Regions from separate parts of the Mus musculus genome. Here region 1 is linked to region 2. Evidence: chromatin contacts called from public Hi-C data. All regions are on one chromosome and are shown on one strand. Each heading gives the region's core, a stretch centred on a gene start, on an enhancer-like site or on the middle of the called end of the contact. The rest is flanking DNA. Distances are from core to core; before and after follow the strand shown. Region 1 holds the start of Apbb1ip (amyloid beta (A4) precursor protein-binding, family B, member 1 interacting protein). Region 2 holds the start of Thnsl1 (threonine synthase-like 1 (bacterial)).

Evidence for each region. Hi-C and Micro-C count contacts between places; a contact is called where the count stands out from the background.
Region 1: a contact with region 2 is called in a Hi-C map of B cells, with 6 read pairs. The contact joins the promoter of Apbb1ip here to the promoter of Thnsl1 in region 2. A contact is called at or near these places in 4 of 39 promoter capture datasets (the HPC-7 cell line, embryonic stem cells, hippocampal neurons and 1 more), 2 of 484 Hi-C or Micro-C datasets (B cells and CD4 T cells), 3 of 115 datasets of contacts at active chromatin or transcription factors (DN3 thymocytes, bone marrow-derived dendritic cells and embryonic fibroblasts) and 2 of 9 other capture datasets (adipose tissue and liver).

The regions. Positions count from the first base shown.
Region 1 is chr2:22,772,492-22,776,748 of GRCm38.p6, forward strand. Apbb1ip (amyloid beta (A4) precursor protein-binding, family B, member 1 interacting protein) reads left to right here and starts at 1,836. Exons shown (of 14, transcript NM_019456.2): 1 at 1,836-2,030.
Region 2 is chr2:21,204,145-21,208,002 of GRCm38.p6, forward strand. Thnsl1 (threonine synthase-like 1 (bacterial)) reads left to right here and starts at 1,580. Exons shown (of 3, transcript NM_177588.2): 1 at 1,580-1,701. Enkur (enkurin, TRPC channel interacting protein) reads right to left here and starts at 1,221. Exons shown (of 5, transcript NM_027728.2): 1 at 928-1,221. The coding sequence starts at 1,004.

The DNA of each region.
Region 1 (4,257 bases), core at 586-3,085, 1.6 Mb after region 2:
TTCGAGCTTCTGAATGACTGGTCCTTATCATCAGAACTCTCTGACCATCTTTTCTCTTCGGGAGAATCGCTCTCCATCCTGTTGCTTGTTTTTGCTTTCTGTTGCTCTCAATGGCATCCCACCTCACTACATCAGCCTCTACAACCATCTTGTCATCGTGTCCTTCATAACCTCGTCTCTTTTCCATTCTCTTCTCGCCACCCAAGGCCATACTGTTACTAGTTTCCTTGATGTTTTTCCAGGCTCTTCAAGGGCTGTCCTAAATGAAGACTTTAGAGGTATCAACCTTTCTTTCTAGGATATTCTTGTGTAAAACTCCTAACATCATTGGATGGCTCCTTTCATTTAGGTCCGACTCAAATGCTGGTCATAAGGTTGATCTTTTTCCACAACTCCAATTGACATAGAAGCCCTATCAGCATAACCATTACTTTATACCGTCACCTTTTATTCTTTCTCAGCATGTTGACTATGCAGTGTATTAGCTGTTTTCTGTGGAGTAGGGTGTGCCATCCAGCAAAGCAGCAATCCTTTCTGTTACTGCTGTTTATGTTCTTCTTAGACAAACTATATATAGTCTCCCATTGAGTACTGGAACTATCTGAAATTAATTATATGTCTAATTTATATCTTCATGTCTCCACCATTTTGCCTTACAGTGAACCCTTAAAGACACAGCTGTGTAGAGGAAGAGAAATTAACTCAATCATCATTTAAAATCATAATTGATTTTAGTGGCTGTATTTTCAGATCTCCCTAAACACTTTCTCTCAGAGTGAGTCCCAGTCAATCTTGTGATATACAAGCTATGAACAAACAAAATCATAAGAACAAAACCAGAAAGTGATCTTGGTGGCACATGAGAGGCAGGAGGATCTCTATATGTTCGAAGCCAGCCTGATATACATTGTAAGTTCGAGGACAGCCAGTGTGACAATTACACTCTGACTTTAAAAAATAAAGATGTTGGAGGGACCACAGCCCATCATCAGAGTAGTCTCCACTGAGAACAGACACCTGCTGAGCCCTTCCTTTACCTCCACCCAGGGAAAGATCTACTCTGGCACAAAGGCCATCACACTGCACCACTTCTCTGTCCACCCTAACTGGAACGTCCCCTTCTGGGCTGGTCCAGGAAGTCTTAGACAATGGCAGATTGAGGAAGTGCAGCGAGGGTTGAGGTAAAGACATAGAAGGCTGTTGCAAAATAAGCTGGCCCCTTTACCCTTTGTGGAACTTAATAGATTGGGATTGATCCACACGATGTGAAAATAAACGGAAGACAGGCCTCAACAGAAGCAGAGGGTCCTTTTATTAAAACAGTGAAAGGAGGCAGTCTTGGGGGAAGTGGAGGCTGCGCAGATGCTCAGGGAGCTTGACGGTTTTGTGGGGCAGAAAAGGGAACTTACATCTGTTCCGCTCAAGTCTCAAAATTGTAACCAACGTAGGTTGATATTTAGATCTCCTTGGGAACTAACTGCCTGCAGGTGTTACTGACTGGTGAACTCTCTTGTAGGGAGTTTCTCAGCTAATCTGAGACTTTTAGTCCTGAGCACCCCTTGAGCACTAACCCTTCAGACTAGCATCTGGGCGTTAGTCTCAGACTCTTACAAAGAACACAAGACCCACACAGATGAGAGAAGGCTTTCTCTGACCTTAGGGCAGGAAGTGTTTTCTTCCAGGGGTGGACAGGGTTTGGAAAAAACAACCCGAACTTGCTAAACTTGCGGAGCCCTTTAGGCGGGGCTTGGTGTCTGTCTATTCTCCTCCAGGGCTTTGCTAGCTAGCACCTCCGTGCAAAGCCGAGAGTCTGCGCCGCCGGGTGGGCAGGGCTCAAAGCACTTCCTCCTCCCTGAGCCCACGTCCTCGCCTCGAGGCCGGTCCAGCCCAGAGGCGCCAACCACTCATCTCTGCTCATTCCGGTGCACTTAGGCTCAACCCGGCCCATCTCTGGCTCAGCCCCGCGCATCTCTGCACAGCCTCCTCGCATCTCTGCAAGCCCCCCTCGCACCCTCCTCCCAGCAGTCAAGGTAAGCGGCACCCTAGTCCTGCGCACGGGTTTGGGGTACTCAGGCTGCCACACTGCGTGTCCTATGGGGGTGGGGGAGACAACAGTTGTGGCACAGGTCCACGCACCGGCCACGTGAACACGCCCCCCCCCCCTTCCCCTGGCAGCCAGGAAGCTTCAGGTCCCCTGGGCACCTCTTGTGCTCTTGACCTGTGGCTCCCTCTTCTCCCCACTGCGTTTTGTTTTAACAGATTTTCTGCTTAAGAAATGTTACCAGGTCTCAGGGACCCCACATTAAATTGAGCTAATCTTGAAACAAAACATCCCCTGAGGCATTTTAGGGCACCTCACATTAAGTGGTAGTCTGAGGAGACTCATTTGAGAGTCAGAGGACACATAGCTCAAAGTGTTTCCCTTCATTTAAAACTTTAACTGCAGTTCTGCTTTTTGAAGCCTGTCTTTCCCTCTCAGTCTCCTTTTCTTTGTAAAAAATGTGGTAAGGATAAGTTTGAATACCAGACAAGGGTTTCCTAATTTAGTTTGGAGTGAAGATTCAGAAAATGCTTTATATATTGAAAGACAAGAATGCTCTTGTATACCACCACCACCACCACCACCACTGCCACCACCACCGCTAGAACCCCCAGTACAGGCCCCTCGCTCGGACTTTATCACGTGTACCTCTTCATTCCCCTTGGCGATGTATTTCTCAGCTTTCATACCAAGGTGCAGAGTGACATGTGCTCTCCTAGAGCGTCTCAGCATCTCTGTTCAAAGAGTAGTTTTGTGATGGGAACGCCGAGTAAAGGGGAAAACTGAGCAGACAAGAGGCTGTGGGTTTATCCTCCATACCGGCAGTGATATGGTGTGAACAAAAGCAAGTGCGCCAATCTGGGACTCCAAACTGAAACTTCAGAAAAGAAACTTTGGCTTTCATACTAAACCGAGGGTTTTGCCTTCTGGGCCTCCCTAAAATGGGAGCACGTGGGCCTGAAGAGGAATGCTGGCTAGCAAGATAGCAGAAGATAAGAAAAAGAGTCGCTTGTACCCAATGTCCTTCCAGGTGGTGTCTCCTGTCTGATCAGTGAACTCAGAGTCTAGCAAATGTAATGTCATCTTCAAACTATTAGCACTTAACTTGTAAATTCTTATAAATATTTGTGACCTTTCTGGTACTTGGTAGAGATTCCAGTTGTTGCTCTACATCTTTAGGATACTAGCACACAGAGATGAACTTAATTACATTATTTTAACCACACTGGAACTCGGGGATAAATGAGATTATACCACATAAGAATGGAGACACTAACAGTGCTCAGAAGGAATCCGGTGAATCACATGCTGCTTCAATCTTGTATTCAATTCCAGAGGGAAAAGGAGAATGTGCCAACAGACTTTGTTATAAGCTGAAATATAAACACTTTTGATGAGTTTTGTTTCTGAGACATTCCTCTTAAAAAGCAACGTAATTTCTGGTCCTTATGTAAGTTGCCAACATTCCATTGTATTGCATTTCAACAATCCTGAGTTACTAGTTTTTGAGAAATGCAACTTTGAAATGTGTAATTAATTATACATACTCACTGGGCTCTGCAGCATCCACTACATTTTCTTGGAAATTTTATATTCTGAGAGTGTATAGTTCTCCACTATAGTTTCATTGTATGTCACAGATTTTTAAAAAGCTCTAGATATTTTCATATTATATAGTAAGCAATTTATGGACTTCATTGCCATGAATGTGTGAGTTGTGCTACTTTGAATTCTCAAATGGCATTGTTGCTTTTTATTTCTATTTATTTCTAGTCATTTTCTATTTCATTTTACCTATTTTGATAAGTAAGCCTTTTAACAAATCTACAATTCTTTAGAATAAATTCAATTCGTGCTTTGTAGTCTATGAAACTATAACCTTTACAACATTATTGAACATCATAAGTGATCTTAGGTACTTTCAAAATGGAATAATCTAAAATAAATAAGACAAGCATGGACATTATGCACATAATTGGAATGTTATGCAATGTTTTGGATAATTATGTATGTGAGAAAAATTGTATATTGCAGCTAAGTATCTGGATGCCTTTTCTGCCCCTTGGAGATGCTAAATAAATTCTATGTTGTAGGTCTGTGTCTGAACTCTGACATGTGGCATGAGGTTAGATTAAGCCTCAAGACTGAATATTTTTTAATTAACATGATTGATCCTTTCAATATGAAATTTGTGTTTTATATCAATTATCTGGTCC
Region 2 (3,858 bases), core at 330-2,829:
ATTGATTGTAGACCTCCACAATAATAATAACTGGTAACTCTTGATTTTTTTTTTTCTTGGTTGTTTGGTTTTAGAGACAGGGTCTGTCTTTGTAGCCCATGCTAGCCTTGAACTCAGATTCTCCCCATCAGCATCCTGGGTGCCGCAACAGGCATGCGCACCTGAGTGCTGGTTCTTTTAAAGTGGCTGTGACTTTCTTAAGTCAAAAGACAAAGGTAAATAACAGAAATCACCAACTCCTAGGAGGCATGGGACTGCCCTCTTCTCTCAGACTTCAATACAGTTTACAAAATACCTATATGGCCAAGTATCTGGGACATTTATTTTGAAGTTTCCTTTTTCAGATTTGGAGATTTTCAGAAATATAACAAACACATAAGAATTTCCTTCAGTTATATATTTTGGAATTTCCATCCATCCAACTGTACCCCTTTCATTAAACCACAAGATCTGTAAAAATCCTAGACATACTCTCTAGTCCATCATTTTTGTTAAACCAATTGAAATACTGAGGCCTAGAAACAAATGAGAATTCAATTTAGACACAAATTACGGGAGGCAAAAGAGTGCCTAAGTCAAATACAACATTGAGTTCCTAAATTAAACATCAGATTTCCTAAAACGGACGGATAAAACAGATTTTTCCCCCTCTTTTCAACGACATGGAATTTCACATTATACACAGCACCTAAAACCAAATTAATAATTGCATATTAGTGGGGGGCTATGATCATAAAATGGACGTCTGACAACACTAGCTCACTTTTTTTTTTTCTCTGTGAAATATGAAACGCTATTTAGATTTGTCCACCTGGTCTTAAGAAGTTGCGACCCAAGATTAAATGTAAAAGTCAGCCCCGTAAGTCTTTAAAAGAGGTCAACGATCTTCCTCTGGGCTGAAGTCATCGCTTTTGCTTACCCACATACCTAGGATGCTGGGGCGGCTCCTTCAAGTCACTGGGTATGAGGTTATAAATACTCTCGGAAGTGCAGGGTGAGTCCATGGCCACCAAGGAATTCCTTAACAAGTACTCAGCTTTTTGGCTCACTTTCCCACTGTCTCAACTCCTTCTCTCACCGCCTTTTTCTTTTCTTACTTTCTTATCAAAGAACTAAAATTTCTCTTTCGTGTAATTTCCCTTTGACCCTTTCGTAACAGTCCCTTTTTCAGGAAGAAAATAATTCTGCTCCGAGTCTGTTTAGCGTTGTTGACCACGTGGTTGCTAAGGAAACAGTTGCTAGGAGACGGGGCAACCTGGCTTTTATCTGATTCCTTTTTTGTAACCTCTTCTGTCTGAGAAAAACGTAAGGAAAAAGACGTTCCTGCGTCTTTGGAAAAGACGACATGAAAACATTGTCCCCCCCCCCCGCACCCAAACATTTTGTGGTTTTCCTCGGTACATCTGGAAAGAAAAATTCTACAATAGGGAGCAGGACAGACACGCACGCGTCACATAATAGTTTCCAACATTCAGGCCGCGCCCCTGCGGAGGTGGAGCGATCGACGGGGAAGGGGAGGAGCCTCGGGGTAATGGGCGGGGCGTCTGGGTTACGTGGTTGGCCTAGTGGCGCAGCGCGCAGTCAGCGCAGGCGCAGAAGCAGCAGCTTGGGGCGGGCTTGCCGGCTGAGGTTGCCAGGCGGTGCCGAAGGCGCTTCCCTTTCTCCCTTTCTCTCTTTCCTCTTCTTTGGGTGGTTTTCTTGGTGAGTTAATGGAGGAGGAATGGAAAGCCAGCGAGAGTTGTTACCCTAGCATCCCCCCTTCCGTCGTGCCCCATCAGGCCTCTCTTTGCCATCCACCTGTCGCACCGGACCCTGCGGCGGGCCCTGCGGTGCTCTGTCTCCACGGTGCGTGCGCGAGCGCTACCCGGCGCCAGGAGGACCAGCCTTTGGAAGAGGGCCTCGAATTTTGCCCAGGTTTCAGCCCTTGACTCCCTTTTTGACATGTTTTTGTTTTTTTCCTCTCCGAGAAGTGCTTATATTTCGTTTGAGCTGTTTGATCTCCCGTTCATGCATATGCACTTGTGATTGCACTCTCATTTGAAAGCCTTCACCCAGTCACATCCTTTGGCCCTGGGATTTGGGAGGAAATTTCGTGGGTCTAAATCCACTTGGCAGTTGCCCTGCCAGGGAAGTCAGGTGCATCAGTTCTTCAATTCTCACTGCCTGGTGGCTGGGTTAAATGGCCTGGTGGCTTAGTGAACTTTTCAGTCCTCACTTGGAAGGCCTCGCTCAATGCAAGTCGTGATTGGAGGCTTCTGCTAAATTTTATTCGATAAGAATAAAGAAACAATTTAGTTTCCCGTTTTTCGGTTTGATAGAATTTATCTATTTTTTTTCTGGGCAGCCCACGGTTCAGATGAATAATCTTTTGGGGTGGGGTGATGTGTTTCCTTATTTCACAGCAGATTGGGTTTCTTTAAAAACATTCCATAGATTAAGGGGTGGATAGGGAGCACCAATTTTTGCTTTTGAAAAAAAATGATTTCTCTGCTGCTTTTTACTTAACATGTAAAGAGAAAAACTTCCTTGTTGGATATATGCTCCTGTGCATGTTAACTGTTGAATCGTGAATTCATAGAATGTAAACAGTATTAACCAACTTGATAGCCATTAGCCAAGGCATATACCTTCCTGACCTCAGGATAGAACCCAAGGATTCAGGTATTTGAGGCCAGTAGTCGGAACCAGGTTGACAACCCAAGGCATGTTCTAATTAGAAGCAGCTGATACGTGAAAAGGGGTGTAAGAATGCAGCTTTCACTAAAGGGGAACGACATAAAGTTAGCAGACATTATTCATGGATTCTGTATGTCAGTGTCTCATTTGTTCAAGTTTATTCATAATTCTTCAATACTTAGCCACACATTATTAGTAATTTATGGACGTAGGCATGGCAGTGAAAATTTGGAAGCGTGGTATGTGATGTTTCCAGCTGAAGTGAGGCCAGCTGTGTTTTGTCTTGTGTGGGGTTTCAGTAACATATATCCTTTCTATATTCTGCAAAACATGCCACATGCTTTGCATTCTTATGGTTTCAGTGGCCACTTAAAGTGATCCCTAAACTGAGTACTCAGGTAGTAGTCCAAAGTATGACGAGACTGGTGTGTATACAGAGAAAGCAGGTATGTTAAGATGAGCTTCATTCAGGAATGAGTTAAGAGTGCTGCTGGCTTCATTCCTATTAATTAATGAGCAGCATATATATGTGTATATATATTAATATATTCATTGGAAAAAGTATTGTGACTAAAGGCTCATGGGAACCCAACCCAGCGTCTCACTTAGGAATTCATAGTGGCCACGCTCACCAGTTCATGGGTGGTGGGAGTGACCCTAACTACATAAACTACATAACTACATAAAGGAGAATACAGTGAAGACTCGGATTACAGGTAAACGGGCAGCAGTGGAGGATTAGTCCATCTTCTTCTGTCTTTTAATTAGCTCAACTAAGACTTGGCCAGAGAGGCTCCAAAGTTATTTTTATGGCTGAATATTACAAAACAAACTTTAGTATGTAGTTTAAGACAGAATTGGAAGGATATTCTTTTATTTGCCATTTGTCATCGCACTTGCCTGCCTTTTGCTAGTCTAATGAGCCCATTTACTGTGAAATTGTATGGATGCAGAATTTATAAGTTGAATTTATAAGTTTACTTAGACCTGCCAGTATTGTTTAGAAAGAGGAAATGAGGTAAATTTTGAAGTGAGACCATGGGGTGGTAGGCCCGAGGAAGACTGGAGAAAGTAAGGAAAGTTAATATGTGTAGTGTTTGCCTTTCCACTGTCTGCTCTTTATGGAATGGATATTAAGTAACCTGTGTAAAATGTTGAATCAAACATGAAATATTCATTGTC